Regions from separate parts of the Sus scrofa genome. Here region 2 is linked to region 1. The links are chromatin contacts, called in public promoter capture Hi-C maps. All regions are on one chromosome and are shown on one strand. The core of a region is the stretch at or near the end of the contact, and the rest is flanking DNA. Distances in the headings are between cores, read along the strand shown.

Evidence for each region. Promoter capture Hi-C pulls out the DNA fragments that hold promoters and counts their contacts.
Region 2: a promoter capture Hi-C map of liver shows a contact between it and region 1, with 13 times the contacts expected there. The contact joins the promoter of HERPUD2 here to the promoter of DNAJB9 in region 1. A contact is called at or near these places in 1 of 5 promoter capture datasets (liver) and 1 of 2 datasets of contacts at active chromatin or transcription factors (alveolar macrophages).

The regions. Positions count from the first base shown.
Region 1 is chr18:36,580,833-36,588,640 of Sscrofa11.1, reverse strand. DNAJB9 (dnaJ homolog subfamily B member 9) reads left to right here and starts at 4,430. Exons shown (of 3, transcript XM_003134777.4): 1 at 4,430-4,701; 2 at 6,296-6,522; 3 at 7,696-7,808. The coding sequence starts at 6,306. THAP5 (THAP domain-containing protein 5) reads right to left here and starts at 4,282. Exons shown (of 3, transcript XM_003134778.4): 1 at 4,101-4,282; 2 at 1-113. The coding sequence starts at 4,180.
Region 2 is chr18:38,279,433-38,287,240 of Sscrofa11.1, reverse strand. HERPUD2 (homocysteine-responsive endoplasmic reticulum-resident ubiquitin-like domain member 2 protein) reads right to left here and starts at 2,721. Exons shown (of 9, transcript XM_021078631.1): 1 at 2,201-2,721; 2 at 1,584-1,997. The coding sequence starts at 1,730. LOC102161969 (a long non-coding RNA gene) reads left to right here and starts at 2,799. Exons shown (of 5, transcript XR_002340256.1): 1 at 2,799-3,109; 2 at 4,392-4,453.

The DNA.
Region 1 (7,808 bases), core at 3,181-5,680:
AGTCAGGAGTAAAATGATCACTACACAGGAACTGGTATTTACTGGGAACCCATGAATCTCGTTTCATATTCTTTAACCATTTTTCAAGTCTTTCTTTGTCATGTAGAGGAAACCTGAAATTAAAAAAAGGAAAACTTTGCTATATTTTAACAATCTTGCCAGAATCCAGGACTGCACACACAGGTAACCTTATAGGTCAAGTGCCACAAAAGCAAGACAACCATCTCCACCATACAAAAGCATCTTCATGACAAAATTACTACCATATCATTTCTGCAGCAAAGAGGACTAAGCTATGAGATGTGTAGCCAAAACATTTGTCTGAGAGGAGTGACATGTAAAACATAACTCAAGAGTCCCTTCAAGCAAAATATATGTGTTACTAAAGAGGATAAACTATCTTATAAAAATTAATATATTTTCTATGGATTATGTTTCTTTTTTTCGGTCATGTAGTTTGCCTAGAAATGGTAAAGAGTTTTGTAACTAAAAAGTCTTATTCAAATATATTCCACAGTAATAAAGTCAAACAGTTTCTTATCTATAATTCTAGGAAATATTAAACTCTAGGCTCTTATTTATATTAATATTTTTAAAGTAAGGAGATGTGAACTCAAACAAATGGTTTATCTGACATAAAAATGAATACTAAATCTTGTAAAACTACATATATGCCATTCTTTTTACTAGAATCAGCCTCAAATCTACCCATTTGTAATTCAGTCCAATATTTCTCAACATCTCTAGCCAGTGCACTGGGAACTCTTAAAATTTAAGTATTCAAGTTCTGAAAGAGAAACTGACGCAAGACCTAAATATATTAAAAAGGACAGACTCATATTTTACAATATGAAACAAACAGAAAAGATAGAGAATGGCAAGACAGCTCTTTATAAGTTTTGTTTCTGTACTAACCTGGATTTTTAGAGTTGCCTCTACATAGCGCACCATGTCTTATGGGTAAAACTGGACCAATGGAGGAATTTCACGGAAAACTTTTTTCTACCAGTCTGAATATGTTTGGCCTATTCTGTATTAAACAACAGTGGCCTATACTTCCTCTGATGATTTTTAAAAGAACACAGTCCAAGACACATACTACATAGTTTCTTATTTTTTAAAAAATAGTAAAACATAAGGTTCTTATACAAAAAGCAGCTGTTATACATTCCCTCAATCTCAACGTTTTATGCTTTGTAGTAGCATGATTTTTTAAAATAAATATTGGTAACTTTTTAACATGCTAGAGGAAGTTTGGCTACTTTATAGAAAATACTTTTTAAACCTGATATCCTTCCATGGTAAACGCAGATAAACTGCCTTTCGAAGTTCTTAACACAGATACAATATTCATACACGGTTTGAAAGAAAAAAAATTTTTTAAGGTTTACTCATTTATTTATTTATTTATTTGTCTTTTCTAGGGCCACACCTGCAGCATGTGGAGGTTCCCAGGCTAGGGGTCTAATCAGACCTGTAGCTGCCAGCTTATGCCAGAGCCAGAGCAATTTGGGGTCTGAATCCGAGCCACGTCTGTGACCTACACCATAGCTCATGGCAATGCCGGATCCTTAACCCACTGAGCAAGGCCAGGGATCGAACCAGCAACCTCATGGTTCCTAGTCGGATTCATTAACTACCGAGCCATGACAGGAACTCCTGAAAAAAAAATTTTTTGGCTTTTTGCCATTTCTTGGGCCGCTCCTGCAGCATTTGGAGGTTCCCAGGCTAGAGGTCGATCGGATCAGAGCTGTAGCTGCCAGCCTGAGCCAGAGCCACAGCAACTCAGGATCCCTGCCACACCTGCAGCCTACACCACAGCTCACGGCAATGCCGGATCCTTAACCCACTGAGCAAAACCAGGGATCGAACCAGCAACCTCATGGTTCCTAGTCGGATTCATTAACTACTGCACACGACAGGGAACTCCCTGAAAAACTTTTAGTGATGACCTAGGGTATAAGTATAATGGCATGATGAAAAAAAGCATTTAATGACAAAAAGAATCTTCTTTTCAGAGGGCTTGAATTCTGCTAGCCAAAGATAAGTTCATGCCTTTTCTGTTACATCTAAAATGAGAATATGTCTTTTATAATGTTTTTAATGTAATTTCATGTAAAAGGATGTGGTTTATATATTATTTCTATTGTAGCATTATGCAAGTTATCAAACAACTTAAAAAACACACTTTGTGAATGTCTTTATTGGTAATTGGATTGCAATGTTTTCTCAACAGCTATCTCTAAGAAATTTTCTAGAATATGTTTCTGGAACAACTTAGTATCTTTACATTGGTTCAGTCTGTTTGACTAGTAATTTTGTCTCACTGTCTTATTAACTTCTCCTCAAACTGGTCACTATATGTATACATACATTCAGTGAATTCCCAAATTAGTATAAATTTATTTTGCAACTTGTTATAGTGTTAGTATGAGAAAATTCAATTCTTCAAGTTTGGTGCTATTAGGGGAATAAAAGTAATTCATTTTATGGATTACACATGAAATTTTAAAAACACATTAGAAAATTCAACTTTCAGTAAATTCACATTTTTAGAAGAAAAATTTTTATAATTGACTTCCTCTGGCATTTTATTTTCCCCTCCTTAAAAAAAAGTAACTACACAGTCCGCAAAGATTAAAGACTTTTTAGTTTGACGTTATGACAAAATAAACCTGAAAAATATGAGATTATATCAAGCTCAACATGATCCTTTGCTACAAACCTTCTCAGAGCCAGAGCCACTAACATACTAGCATATATTTCTCCCCAAAAAATATCTTTGCAATTTGTGGAAGGGCTTCAAGAAATATAATCCTGGAAATACAGCCAAATAGTGTGCATTATTTGGAGTTATCAGGTTTTTTTTTTTTAGTTAAGATAATGGAAAGCAGCTGAATCATGAGCAGAGAGCTTCAGCTCTAAAGTCAAATAAGTTTGATAAAATAGCGAGTGCAAAATCAGACAGTTAAAAACAACCAAGTCACAGCTAAATTATTAAGTACAAGAAATAAAGGAAATAAAATATTCTAAGGATGCTGATTTTCACATACATTATATTCTAAGTGCTGTTTTACCTCTTTACACACTAAGTGTGAATTAGGTTCTATTAATGTCTCCACTTTACAAATGGGAGGTCTTGGGTAGCACAGGTTAAATAATTTGCAGGTCATTCAGCTACAAAGTAGTGGAGCCAGGGGATTTGAACCAAAGTCTGGCTTTGGAGCCTGGACTCTTACTTATTACACCATACTGCTGCCTCTTCTTATAAATAAACAAAAATGAGTACTTCTGGGGTTCCACAAAAATATTTCATGGCTCTAGAATTTGGAATACAGGTACCCACTTTTCCAAAGTTGGCTTTCTGCCAGTTCAGTTTTTAGGAAAGACCTAACAGGTACTAATGCCTGAACAAGATTTTCACTTTTACGAGAAAAACGCAACTGCTTTCTTGCTTAGAAAAGGTTTCACAGGAACGCTCTACGCTGGGATAGCAGGTGAAACCTATCAGCCCTTACTTGTCCTGCTCCCTGTACGAATGAGTATCTAGAGCCCAGAACAGGGGCTTAGGATATACCTGGCTCTGCCACAAAACTTTCAAGGTCAGTTATCCAACCTTTCTGAAAGGCCTCAGTTTCCTCAGGAGAAAATGGAATTAAGTAACATCAATGCGACCTAACTTACTGCAGGTGGAAGTTAAATAACTTTGAGGGCACTTTCCCACTTGGCACGGTGGATGCACCTGGTGGTCAAGGGCCTTTAATGAAATGAGGTCAGGTGAGCTAGGGAAACGTTCTGAAAACCACAGAGCATCGCGCAAACTTTACTGCTTCAAGCGCCCTATTAACACCCGCAACAAGCCCCAACGCCTCGCCGCCCGCCCAGCGTCCTATCCAGAAATGTCAGAACACGTCTAGGAAAAGTTTACGCGAGCCTTCGCGCCCTCCTCCCCCGCACCGCCCGACCACCCCCGGAGAGCTGAGGCAGACTTCACAGAGCTGAGGAAGACTTTGTAGAGCTGACAGGAGATACGCCAAGCCCAAACGCCCCAGAACTGCGGCCCAAAGGCGAGATAACGCTTCCGCGTTAGATCAACTCACGGGTAAAAACTCAGCTTCCGGTCTGTATTGTTTCTTCCCCGGCGATTCTTACAGCAAATCGCTGCGCAATAACGCGGCATCGCGACAGAAACCCGGGCCTCCTGAGGTGTGGGCAGGCGGGCCTTCCTCACCGAGGCGGGGCCGCAGGATACGGCTGCCCGAGCCACTGCGCCTGCGCCAGGCTGGGCGGAGCGGAAAGACGCTACAACCCTCTCCTTACTTCCGCTTCTGCGGGCTTCAGTCCTACCCTTACGGGGGTTGGGGCCGGAAGTGACGCATGGGCTGAGCAGCAACAACAGTTTTCCACGTGCGCGTAGCGCTCCAGGGTCAGGTGGGTGGGCCAGAACCAATAGGGAAGCGTTTCGTGTAGGTCTTCTCCTGAGGTGGAGGCGCCGGCCGCTCCTCCCGCCAGTAGGGAGCGGGCGGAGAAGGGACGCGGCTGTAGCTGTGTGAGGCCGGTGTACAGGCGGCCTTGGGCACGGGCCTGCTCCCAGAGCGGCGGAGGCCGGGGTGAGGGGCCCAGCCGGGCAGCTGTGTGAAGTCTGTGGTCAGCGTCGCCGGAGCCTACGCTCTGTGGAAGAGCAGCAGCGGCAGCCAGAGGGTGCGAATGAGGGACGAGGCCGGGGTCTCGGGGAGGGAGGTTTAGGCCTCGTTGACCGTCACGGTCGCCGCTCGGGCTTCGGGCCGCCTAGTGTTCTTGAGGAAGAGAATAGGAGAAAGGACATGACCGAAGCACGGGGTAGTGTGTTTTGTCATAGTGTGGTGCCGCTGGCGTCGGGCACCCCTCACGGCCGGACCCCGGGCGGCGAACAACTGTTGGCGCCTGGACGGACGGGGCGAGTATCGGTCGGCTTTGGCTTCAGGCTGATGGTCCAGGCCAACCAGCCACCGGCTCTGGGGAGTGAGTCCCAGGCTACTGTCCGCCAGGTCCTTGGGAATGAGAGGTCAGAAGAACGCAAAAGTCGGTCTCCTGGGAGAGTATCGGATATTCAAGTTGAAACTGGAATAACGTTTATTAAGAGTAAGGTGCTTCCCTGTCAGTTTTAGACCCGCCCTTTGACTAGGGAACAGCCAAAGTACACGCTTGGTTTGGCGTTCTTTAAACCAGGAATTTGTACGTACGTGATTCTTGCTACTCGTGACTGTGAGTAACTCTGAAAAGCAGTATTCCGTCTGCTAATTAGGCTCCAAACCGGCCACAGGAGAGGAAGGCAGGCAGTTTCCACAAACCGGAGCGTCTTTCATCAGCTTTGTTTTGTCATCCTAGGTTGTTAAGGACTCCTGTGGTACAGCGTTCAAAAACCAGGATCACATCTTTTTGAATCCCGAGTCATTAAATCTCTATTATGAAGAATTCTAAGTTGAATTCTAGGTTGAAACTTTTTAAAAAAATTAGATAAATATTTTAATGACTCCTGAAAAGTTTGAAAATAAGCGTTTATCTTATCGAAAGTTCAGACTCTGAAAGTCCATTTTTTTCTGGCAGCCGTTGCAGAAATCTTAAGTTGTATTAATTATGAGTTTTTAACAAAACTTAGTTATCCGTGCTTTTTTGTTAAAATGGTTGGGATCTTACAGATTAAAAAAAGATTACATTCTCTTGTATTGCATTGTCAATATTATTGTGATATTGAGATTCTCTATGCAATCCTTGGCTTACCTTGCTGAAATGAAAACTGAAGTTTCTTAAGGAAGATTACTTCTGATTTAGACATACTGGACTATTTACCTTGGTAATATACTTTTTTTCTGCGAAGTCTTTTTTATCTTTAAACTCTTTTAGAATATGAATCGCACTCCTTTCAAAAATTGTTTGTATTTTCCACTCTTGATAAAGCTTGCATATGATGAGTCTTTGGTAGTAACTGATAATAAAAATTAGTTATTGAATATGTTTGTATCTACTATGTGTATGGCTACGGTATTAGTGGAAAGGTAAAGCCAAAAAAGATTTTTCTCAGTGTGGTTGAATCACATTTGCCCTCAAGAAGATTACAGTCTATGGTAGAAGAGCCTGTGTAAATGAAATAACGTAGAAACAAGTACAATATATACTACATATGCTTAACATTTTCATGCTTTAGTAGTATACTTTGAATCCTACAAGTTCATTGGGTTTCTTTTAGAAAAAAATCTTAATGATAAATTGTTTTTATAGTTTAAAAAGATAAAATTTTTTTTCTTTTCTTTTTTAGGATATTAGAAATGGCTACTCCCCAGTCAGTTTTCATCTTTGCCATCTGCATTTTAATGATAACTGAATTGATTTTGGCCTCAAAAAGTTACTATGATATCTTAGGTGTTCCAAAGTCAGCATCAGAGCGCCAAATCAAAAAAGCCTTTCACAAGTTGGCCATGAAGTACCATCCTGACAAAAATAAGAGCCCTGATGCTGAAGCAAAATTCAGAGAGATTGCAGAAGGTACGTAAATGACCATCTCCAGGGTATCATGTGTATTAACTAGTAAAGGAGGATGATAGCTAAGAAGTATTTACGTATTTGAAGGTTTTGTGGAGCTGGGAGAAAAGAGTGGGATCTACACTTAAAATATAGTGAAATTCTCAAGACTGTTTACTTAGAATGGACACTGTGATCCTGGATGTGTGGAAGTATATATTTTTATTGGCACTCAGATCTAAAAAAATTGAAACTGTACTACTTCATTCTTTTATTTATAAAATCACTTATTGTTTCCACATCAAGAGGATTTTACAAAGTGCAGAGATTAAGTATAAAACTATTAAGTGTAAAAAATTAAATAGACTCTAAAATGACTTGGGGGTTTTTTTGTTTTTCATTTTTCTTCCTTGCTTGGTCTACATCTCAAAGACAAAGTCACCTTTGTCTTTAAAGGAAATGTATGAAACAAATTTTGACTCGAGACCCATTCTAGGGAGTTCCCATCCTGGTGCAGCAGAAACTAATCCGACTAGGAACTATGAGGTTGCTGGTTCGATCCCTGGCCTTGCTCAGTGGGTTAAGGATCCAGCGTTGCTGTGAGCTGTGGTGTAGATCACAGACGTGGCTTGGATCTTGCATTGCTGTGGCTTTGGTGTAGGCTGGCAGCTGTAGCTGCAATTTGACCCCCAGCCTGGGAATTTCCATATGCTGTGTGCAGCCCTAAAAAAGACTCGTTCTAAAACAGATTGCATCTTCTGAGCATTCAGTAATTAATGGTGGTTGTTGGTAACTGAGTAGGGAGTTGGAGTTAAACATTTACTTCAGCTAGTAAGGAAGTGAAAAATCTAAATTCTTAAAATTTGCTCATTAAAAATTTTAATACAAGTATTGGTTTTACACAAATAATATGAGAATAACTCTGTAATTGTTGCCCATCTATTTATTTGTAGTAGTGATAGCATTTATTAAAAAATATTTATTGGCTGTCTCCTAGAGGCAGGCATTGTGCTAATTGCTGATAGTAGTAACAAGGCAAAGTCTGCCTTTTGTGACTTTTATTTTTTCTTATGTGCTTGTAGCGTTTGGTTTTAATTTTGATGTGAAATTCCTTTCATAAAATAGATAAATTTAAGAGGTTTGAATATATGTAATATTGATTAACTTCAGTTACTAAACTATTTTTATTTCTTTCAGCATATGAAACACTCTCAGATGCTAATAGGCGAAAAGAGTATGATACGCTTGGACACAGTGCTTTTACTAATGGTAAAGGACAAAAAGCTAGTGGAAGCCCTTTTGAGCAGTCA
Region 2 (7,808 bases), core at 1,472-3,971, 1.7 Mb before region 1:
TTTGCATCACAAAGTTCTGACAAACAAAGCTAGTGCCAACTAAGTTGTTTTTCCAAACCTCCTGTTTTTGCAATCATCACCCTATTTCTATAGTTATTCTAGAAGTCTACATGCCTTACTAAAATTAATACTGTATAACACCGAAACAGTTCTAATTCATCAATATCTTAATATAGATCAAGTGCCTTCCTTACTTATGTGCACAAAATAAGTATTAAGTAAAACCAAGAAAGCACAGTTGCCTTCCAACACATCCCTTCTGCTGGCTTAAATCTGCCTGATGCTAAAAATAATTCCCACCCTAAAAATCCAAGGCTCTTCATTAATTAAAAAAAGGTTTAGTAATCACTGAAAACTACCTATTCAGGAATGAAATTTTCATACAATGGAGAACATGAAAGCCTCACTTTCATACACTCTCCATAACATTATACTTGTCTAAATTATCCCAAGACTTTTTTTTTTTTTTTTTTTAACAGCTGAACCTGCAGCATATGGAAGTTCCCAGGCTAGGGGCTGAATTGGAGAATTGGAGCTGGAGCTGCAGCTGCTAGCCACAGCCATGCCAGATCCAAGCCTCATCTGCAACCTACACCGAAGCTTGAGGCAATGCTGGATACTTTAACCCACTGAGCAAGGCCAGGGATCCAACCCACATCCTCATAGATACTAGTTGTAGGGTTCTTTTTTTTTTTTTTATTTTCCCACTGTACAGCAAGGGGGTCAGGTTATCCTTAGATGTATACATGTCGTAGGGTTCTTAATGCACTGAACCACAATGAGAACTCCCCAAGACTTCGTAATTACCAACAATGTTGATAACTTTCAAATCTAACTTTGGGCACAGATGGAGCTGTACTATTTTATTATCTTTGCAATGTCCTGATATGATTCAGAAAGGAAAACACTGCCACGATGATTTACAAATGGCTGTATGAAAAGAATAAAAGATGAACCAAATGATGGGGGTAGAAGGACTGTTTTCTTCTAAATTAAAAAAAAATTTTCTGTGTCCTCTACAGGAGAAAAATGAGAAAGGGGGCAGAAGGAAAATGAATCTAAAACATATAACTCTTTGCTTCTTAAAACATATATACTAGAGTGGAACGTATAACTTTTATTGTGGTCACATACTTATTTCCAAGAAAAAATTCGCTCTTCAACAGTCGGCAAATTTCTGGGCCAGGCATTGCAAGTAAAAAGGAATTTTAGTCTAATAAGCGATAAGAGCTTTAAGATGGGTTGTAGTACTACTTCATCTTTTTTAAAAAAAGATAAAGAGGCATCTGTCATCCCCATTTTAAGTCCAAGGAAAATGGTCCTATTGTATGCCTGCCAGTTCTCGTGTCCCTTGATATTTCCCTATACTCTTACTAATTAACTGAACCTCATCAGGAAGATATTAATGATGTTTCACACACTCAAGAGAGACATAACCTCGGAATGCAAAATACTCTGCAGTCAAAAAGAGACCTATTTGATTCAAGGGGAGTTGGGGGAGAGGGGATGAGCGGGCGTTAAGGGAATACTTGGCACGAAAAGCTGCCGGCCAGAGCAGCTGCGCCCAGCTTTTAGACACTTACTGGTTTGCTAGGGTACACGTTAGACAGATGCGTTTTTAGTTTCCCCACGGTCCAGTTCAAGAAGCAGCTAATAGTCTGGTCACTGTATTTCTGATTCGGTGCTTTAATGATGAGGGTCACAGGAATCTCCATCCCATTTTGGTCCATGGTGCCCCCAAAGTCGAACAGAGTCACAAGGAGCAGCAGTTAAGCCTAAACGAGCCGAGGTGGTTACTGCCGGCGTGGCTGGGATGGGTACGGAAGCGAGTGGGTTGTTAATATCCCGTGTCCAAGTCAGTCACAAGTGCATCGGGCGATACAAAGGCCATTGCCGGCACCGAGGATGATGGACAGTGGCGGCAGCGGCGGCGGGGTCTGGGGCCCGGCCCAGGGTGCAGTTCTCCCCGCCAGGTCTAGGCTTCGCCGGGCTCCGGACTGCAGAGGGAGGCCGGGAGTAGAGAGAGAAAGCAATGAGAAGGGAAGGAGGGGTGAGGGCGCGACAACCCGAGCCCCCGCCCCGCCCCCGCCGCGACCCCCAAACTGAAACGCAACAAGGCCCCTACGCGACGGTCCCGCAACGCGGGCTGGAGAAGGGGGACGGGCCGCTTAGGGTGGTCAGGTGCGACAAGCAGGGCTACCTGTGAGATGGCCGCAAAGCCCGCCACCGCCGCCCTCTGCGCCCGGGCAGGGCCACTGGCCTCACTGTCCGGCCAAGCGTCCTCCGCTGAGGTTCTCTTCCTGCTGCTTGGCGGCGGCCACGGCCCGGCCCCGGGTCTCGCGAGGCGGCGCGGTGGCAGCGGGAGAAGTTGGCCGAAGGGCGCGGTCCGCTCTCGGCCTGACCGCTCGGTCTGAGCAGTGCTAGGCAGGGCGGCGCACCGCCAGGCGCGACCGAAGCGGCGGCAGGTGGCAGGAGGGCGGGGACTAGAGCCCAGGCGCCGGCCGCGGGCGCGCAGTTTTGTTGTTGTTATGAAGAAGGTCCGGGTTCCCTTTAAGCTGGAAGACCCAGGGCGGAAGTGCGTCATGCGCCGCCCGCAGCGGGGCGCGGTCTTCCCGGCCCTGCGGCCTGCTCTCCGCCCGCGCCGACCAGGGATACCCCGGACCGAATTCCGGGTCGCCCCGAAGCCACGCGGGCGCGTCTGAGCCCGCCAGGCCTGACCCTTCGCTCGGCTCCGCCTCCCCAGCGGCCCTCAGGCCTCGCCACTAGCGTAGGTGGCGCTAGTACATTCTGTTTTGACCAAACCCTAAAGACTTGTTAAGTGTTCCTCCACCCTTAGCGTTGTTTTTGCAAAAGTTAGTGTCCTTCCCGATGCTGAATCAAACTTCTGCTCAAAATGTCTTGTGTCGGCTGTCTGTAAAGCACTGGAGCTTTGGCGGAGCAGAGACTGTGAGACAACATTACTTAAGGAGAAGGGTTTCAGTTCAGATGCCCGGAGTCTGCTTCTACTTTCGTTTTACCCTGCCTAACCTTTCTGAGCCTCAGTTTACTTCTCTAAATGGGACAGTCATGCCTGCCTGACAGCGTGCTGCTCAATAAATGAGCTATGTAGGTAAGCCACCTGGTACAGTTCTGGCAGACTCTCAGTTCCATTTCTTTCCTTTGTCTTCTCTAAAGTTGATGAGTGTTTACTGAGCACCTACTGTGTGTTCAGTACAGTGGGAGATGAAGCGGGATGGCAGTGTTATTTTTGTTTTATGGCTTAGACAGGGAAGGCGAACTTTCTTCAGTCTACCTCCCAAAGCTGACTTACTCTCCATTTTCTGCACGAGTTTTAGGAGTCCATGCAGTAAGTTAAGTTTGTTAGACGTGCATTTTCATAGCTCCAAGCTTCCACTACAGGCGAATGCAAGCAGTTAATGTAAGGGGCTTTGGGGACCTGGTCTCTTCCCCTCTCAGCTTCACGGGGATTAGTGGAAGTTAGTGACCAGAGGAAATTCTTCCTCTCAACAGCTAATGCAACAGGATCCCTTACACCCCCTCGTTCACCTCTTTCTTTATGGTAGATCACCTACCATATCTTAACTGTACCCTCTCAATGCTCTTTTGAAATAAGAGTGAAATTCTCTATTTTTAGCATGGAATGAGAACAGCTTGCTTTGACTTGGGTTTTTGGTAGCAGACCCTGGTCTTTTTCTACCTATTGTCTAGTCATCCTAATAGAAGCTTAATACTAGCCACAAATACTTATTCAGACTCCTGTACACCTAGCAGCAGCCATTTGACGCAGTTCTAGACCACCCCACTTCTAGATGAAAGCTGGAGTTGCTGCTGGGGCTTCTAGGAAAGCTTTCAGATGAACATGTTCTGCAGACCAGAGCTCATCCTTGCCCTCCACTTGTCTTTCTTCCTGGAGGAATGTGATGCCATAAATGGGGCAGCCACAGCTCAGTCATGAAGCAACAAACAGGAGAACAAAGGCCTATGTTAAGAGGTTGGCAGAGCAGAACAATGAAAGAGGCTGGATCCTTTGTGGCATGATTGTGCCACCATATGTCCTAAGCTGTCTGTTCTAAGAATTCTTTTATGTCCAGTTCCTATTTAAACCAGAAGGTCTCCCCAACCACCACACCCACTATAAGCTCCTGTCACTTAACGCTTGTGACTCAGACTTCCAGGAATTCTTTAATGTGGTCATTTCACTTGACACTGTGAAGTATATGTTATTAGTATTAAGATGGAATGTATATTTCACTGCGACAGGCATTATTTAGAGTTCATCAAATATTCACTAACATGGACAAAAACATTTAAAAATGTAATGAATATATGAGTATAAAAATGATACAGTACCTGCAGTATCTGACAGAAGTGACTTTTTTTTTGCTTTACAGCCACCTGAATTAAGTACCTGAAAATACTTTTGATGCTGTTGAACTTGGCCACAATAAAAACAGTATGTAAAAATGACCCCATCTTTGTTAAATTATGTGTATGTGTGTATGAAACAATGTATGAAAGGATAGTCCCCAGAATTTTGATAATATTTAACTTTGAGGTAGGAAAAATTGTTAATATGAAGGGATGCAAGCTAGCAATTACTTACAGACTGCTATGAGCATTGAGTTACCTGTTTCAATCCTTATACATGTTGCAGATAAAGGGGAAATGAGAAAGAACAGCTACACATCTCAGTTATCATTTGCTGCTTAAAGACAGCCTCTAGTGAGACTGCTTAAGAGTAGGATGCTAATAGATAGACTGTTAACTATTCAATACACATAATCTTAGTTCCTAGTTCAGTAATTCAGAGTGATTTCTGCCCATGGAGTAGTTTTGTTTATAAAGTAAAACATTTAAAGGAAATTGTTTCTAGATAATAAAAATTGATTTCTAATATATGTGGGACTTTTTTTACTTCCAGTTCTTTTAACTGGGAAGGAGGGCAGCTAGCAAAAGCATTTATCACCTCATTCTGAGAGATTCCAGTTTCCTCTAAAATTTTAAAGAAAATAAAGTGCTTATTATTGAGAATTTCTTACTAAAATTTGGTATCCCTTCCAGAAAGGTAAAACACTTTAATGGTGAACAGTATAATTTTCAGTGTTTGAGTTTTTGGTTTTGTTTTTTGTTTGTTTGTTTGTTTTTGGTTTGTTTTTTTTTTTTTTTCTTTGATAACTCTCTTGGGAGGAAAGACTTTAGTCAAGTGATGATCTTGCAGTTGCAGATTTCAAAGATGATGTTGGCCATCTGGCTTCTGATTCCTTCTAGTCCTACTTACACCAAACTTGTCTTTTATTTTTTTAAAGATGCTGTGCCACAAAGCATCTCATCAAATCTCAATCAAGTTTATTGTTTAATAACAAGTGAAATCCTACACTTGAAGCCTAGGAAGCCTAGGAAAATTAACTCGTTTCAACACTGCACTTTCAAAATCTTAATTGATCCCAGATGTTTGATTATAAACAACATTGTAGAAAATGCAAGGAAGAAAACCACACGTGCATTAAATGTCCAATGGGTGATTTGAGTGACTTGTCATCTAATGAATTGTCAGAACAGCTCTGAGAGGTAGTGAGGACAGGGAAGAAGCTCAGAAAGCTAAGTGTCTTCCCCAACGTCACACAGCTTGTAACTGCCAAATAGAATTCCGATTCTTCTGTAATGTAGACTCTTTCCACTACACTCAACTGTCTTATTTAAAGGTATTCGTACATAACAAGACATTTTCAGGGGAAAAGCTTTTCAGGCACAACATCTTAGAGGTCATCTAGATCTGCTTTCCAAGTACTACCAAAGTCCCTCTGAAGGGCAGTCAGTCAATGTTGGCTTAAATCCTTCCTGGGAAGGGGAGCACCACATTTTTTCACTACAGCATGACCTGTTGTTAAACAGCCATGGTTATTGTAAGTGAATTAAAATCTGCCTTGCTATAATTTGTCATTAGGCCATTTTTCTCCTCTTGATTAATCCAAAATGTGTTTACTCTTATTCTACATGTCTGCCCTTCGAATGGATAGCTATTAAATGCTCTCTATATCTTCTCCTGGCTAAGCATCCCCAAACCTTTCAACATCCGTAAGAGTAGTTTGCAGATCACTTAAAATACTGACTCAACTTTGGACACAGTAGTTTGCATATCCCACGTCGATCATGGTGACTATAATGAGTATTTAGATGCATGATTTCCCTAGAATAGTCTTCATACTGACACATCTATATTTCTGTTAATTTCTGTATTAATGTAAATCTTCATAAGCTGGTTTAGCAGTTGGATTTCCTGCTCATCAGAAACTATATATCTAGTCATTTCTTAGAGTGACCATTTGGCAAAGACAGAAGTCTCATTTCTCTGGTGATTCAATTATTTATGATAATACGTGGAAAAAGTATAGCAAATAGCATCTCACTAACCTCCTATAGGTGACCAGAGGAAAGGGGGAAGGAGCAACTCCTTTTATTTTTCATCCTTTAGAGAATTTTAACCTAAATGCATATATTAGTTATCTATTGCTGCCAAAAAAAAAAAAAAAATTACCAGAGTTCCCATTGTGACTCACTGGAAACAAATATGACTAGCATACATGAGAAGGCAGGTTCGATCCCTGGCCTTGCTCAGTGGGTTAAGGATCTGGCATTGCCGTGAGCTGTGGTGTGAGTCACAGACACAACTCAGATCCTTTGTTGCTGTGGCTGTGGTGCAGGCTGGCAGCTACAGCTCCAATTGGACCCCAAGTCTGGGAACCTCCATGTGCCGCAAGCGCGGCCCAAAAAAAAAAAAAAAAATCACCCCCAAAACTGGGGGTCAGAATTTTGGGAGCCTCTTTGCTGGTGATTCTGGTTTTGAGTCTCTCATGAAAGTGCAGTCAGGATATCAGCTGGCATTCGTTATCTGAAGACTTGATGGGGACTGAAGGATCTACTTTCAAGGTGATTCATTCATAAGGCTGGCAAGTTAGGCTGGGTGTGGGTATGAAGTCTCAGTTGCTCTCCATGTGGGTCTCTCCACAGAACTGCTGTTGTGTGTCCTCACAACTGGACAGCTAGATTCCCCCCGGATGAGGAGTCCAAGGCACCAAGGCTGAAGCAGCATTGCCTTTCATGACTTCGATTCCAAAATCATCCCCTGCCACCTACATGGTGTTCTATTTGGTCACAAAGATCAGCTCTGAGTCAGTGTAGGAGAGTGCCCAGGAGTATAAATACTAGGAGATAAGGACCTCCTATCATATTGGAGGCCAGCTACTATGATCTACCTCCCCAAAGCATAGCAGGTCATAATAGATACCCTGTTCCCTCTGTATGCACCTATCCAAGTCCAAATCCCAGTAATAACAGTGCCGTTGTTTCACAACTGCTTGCCCTTCCTCTGGCATTTAGCCTCTCTCTTCCCAAAGATCTTTCACCAATTTCCTTCCCCTCAAATTAGAACTGTCTAACTCTACTGACTATATTTCTCAAATGTTTATAAATGTTCATTTTTTTGCTAAAAGCAAGTATAATTTAGGTGAGTTTGGGCATATTAAATTTGCTACTCAACATTCAAATAAAGGATCACTAAATTGAACATGGAGAGTAGTCCTTGGCCTAACTCAGGGGTTCTTAATCTGGGTCCAGAGATATACCCTGAATTATCTGTAGGACTGTGCACATACATACACATGTGCATTTCTCTAGAGGGAGAGTCCCTGATTTTTATTAGCTTCTTGAAGGGACCATTTGTAATACCTTTCAGAGTCCCAGTAAAACTCAGTCCTCATTGTAAGGTTTTCCCTGTTAAAGGAAATGGATTATTGAGCCAATTATCAAGT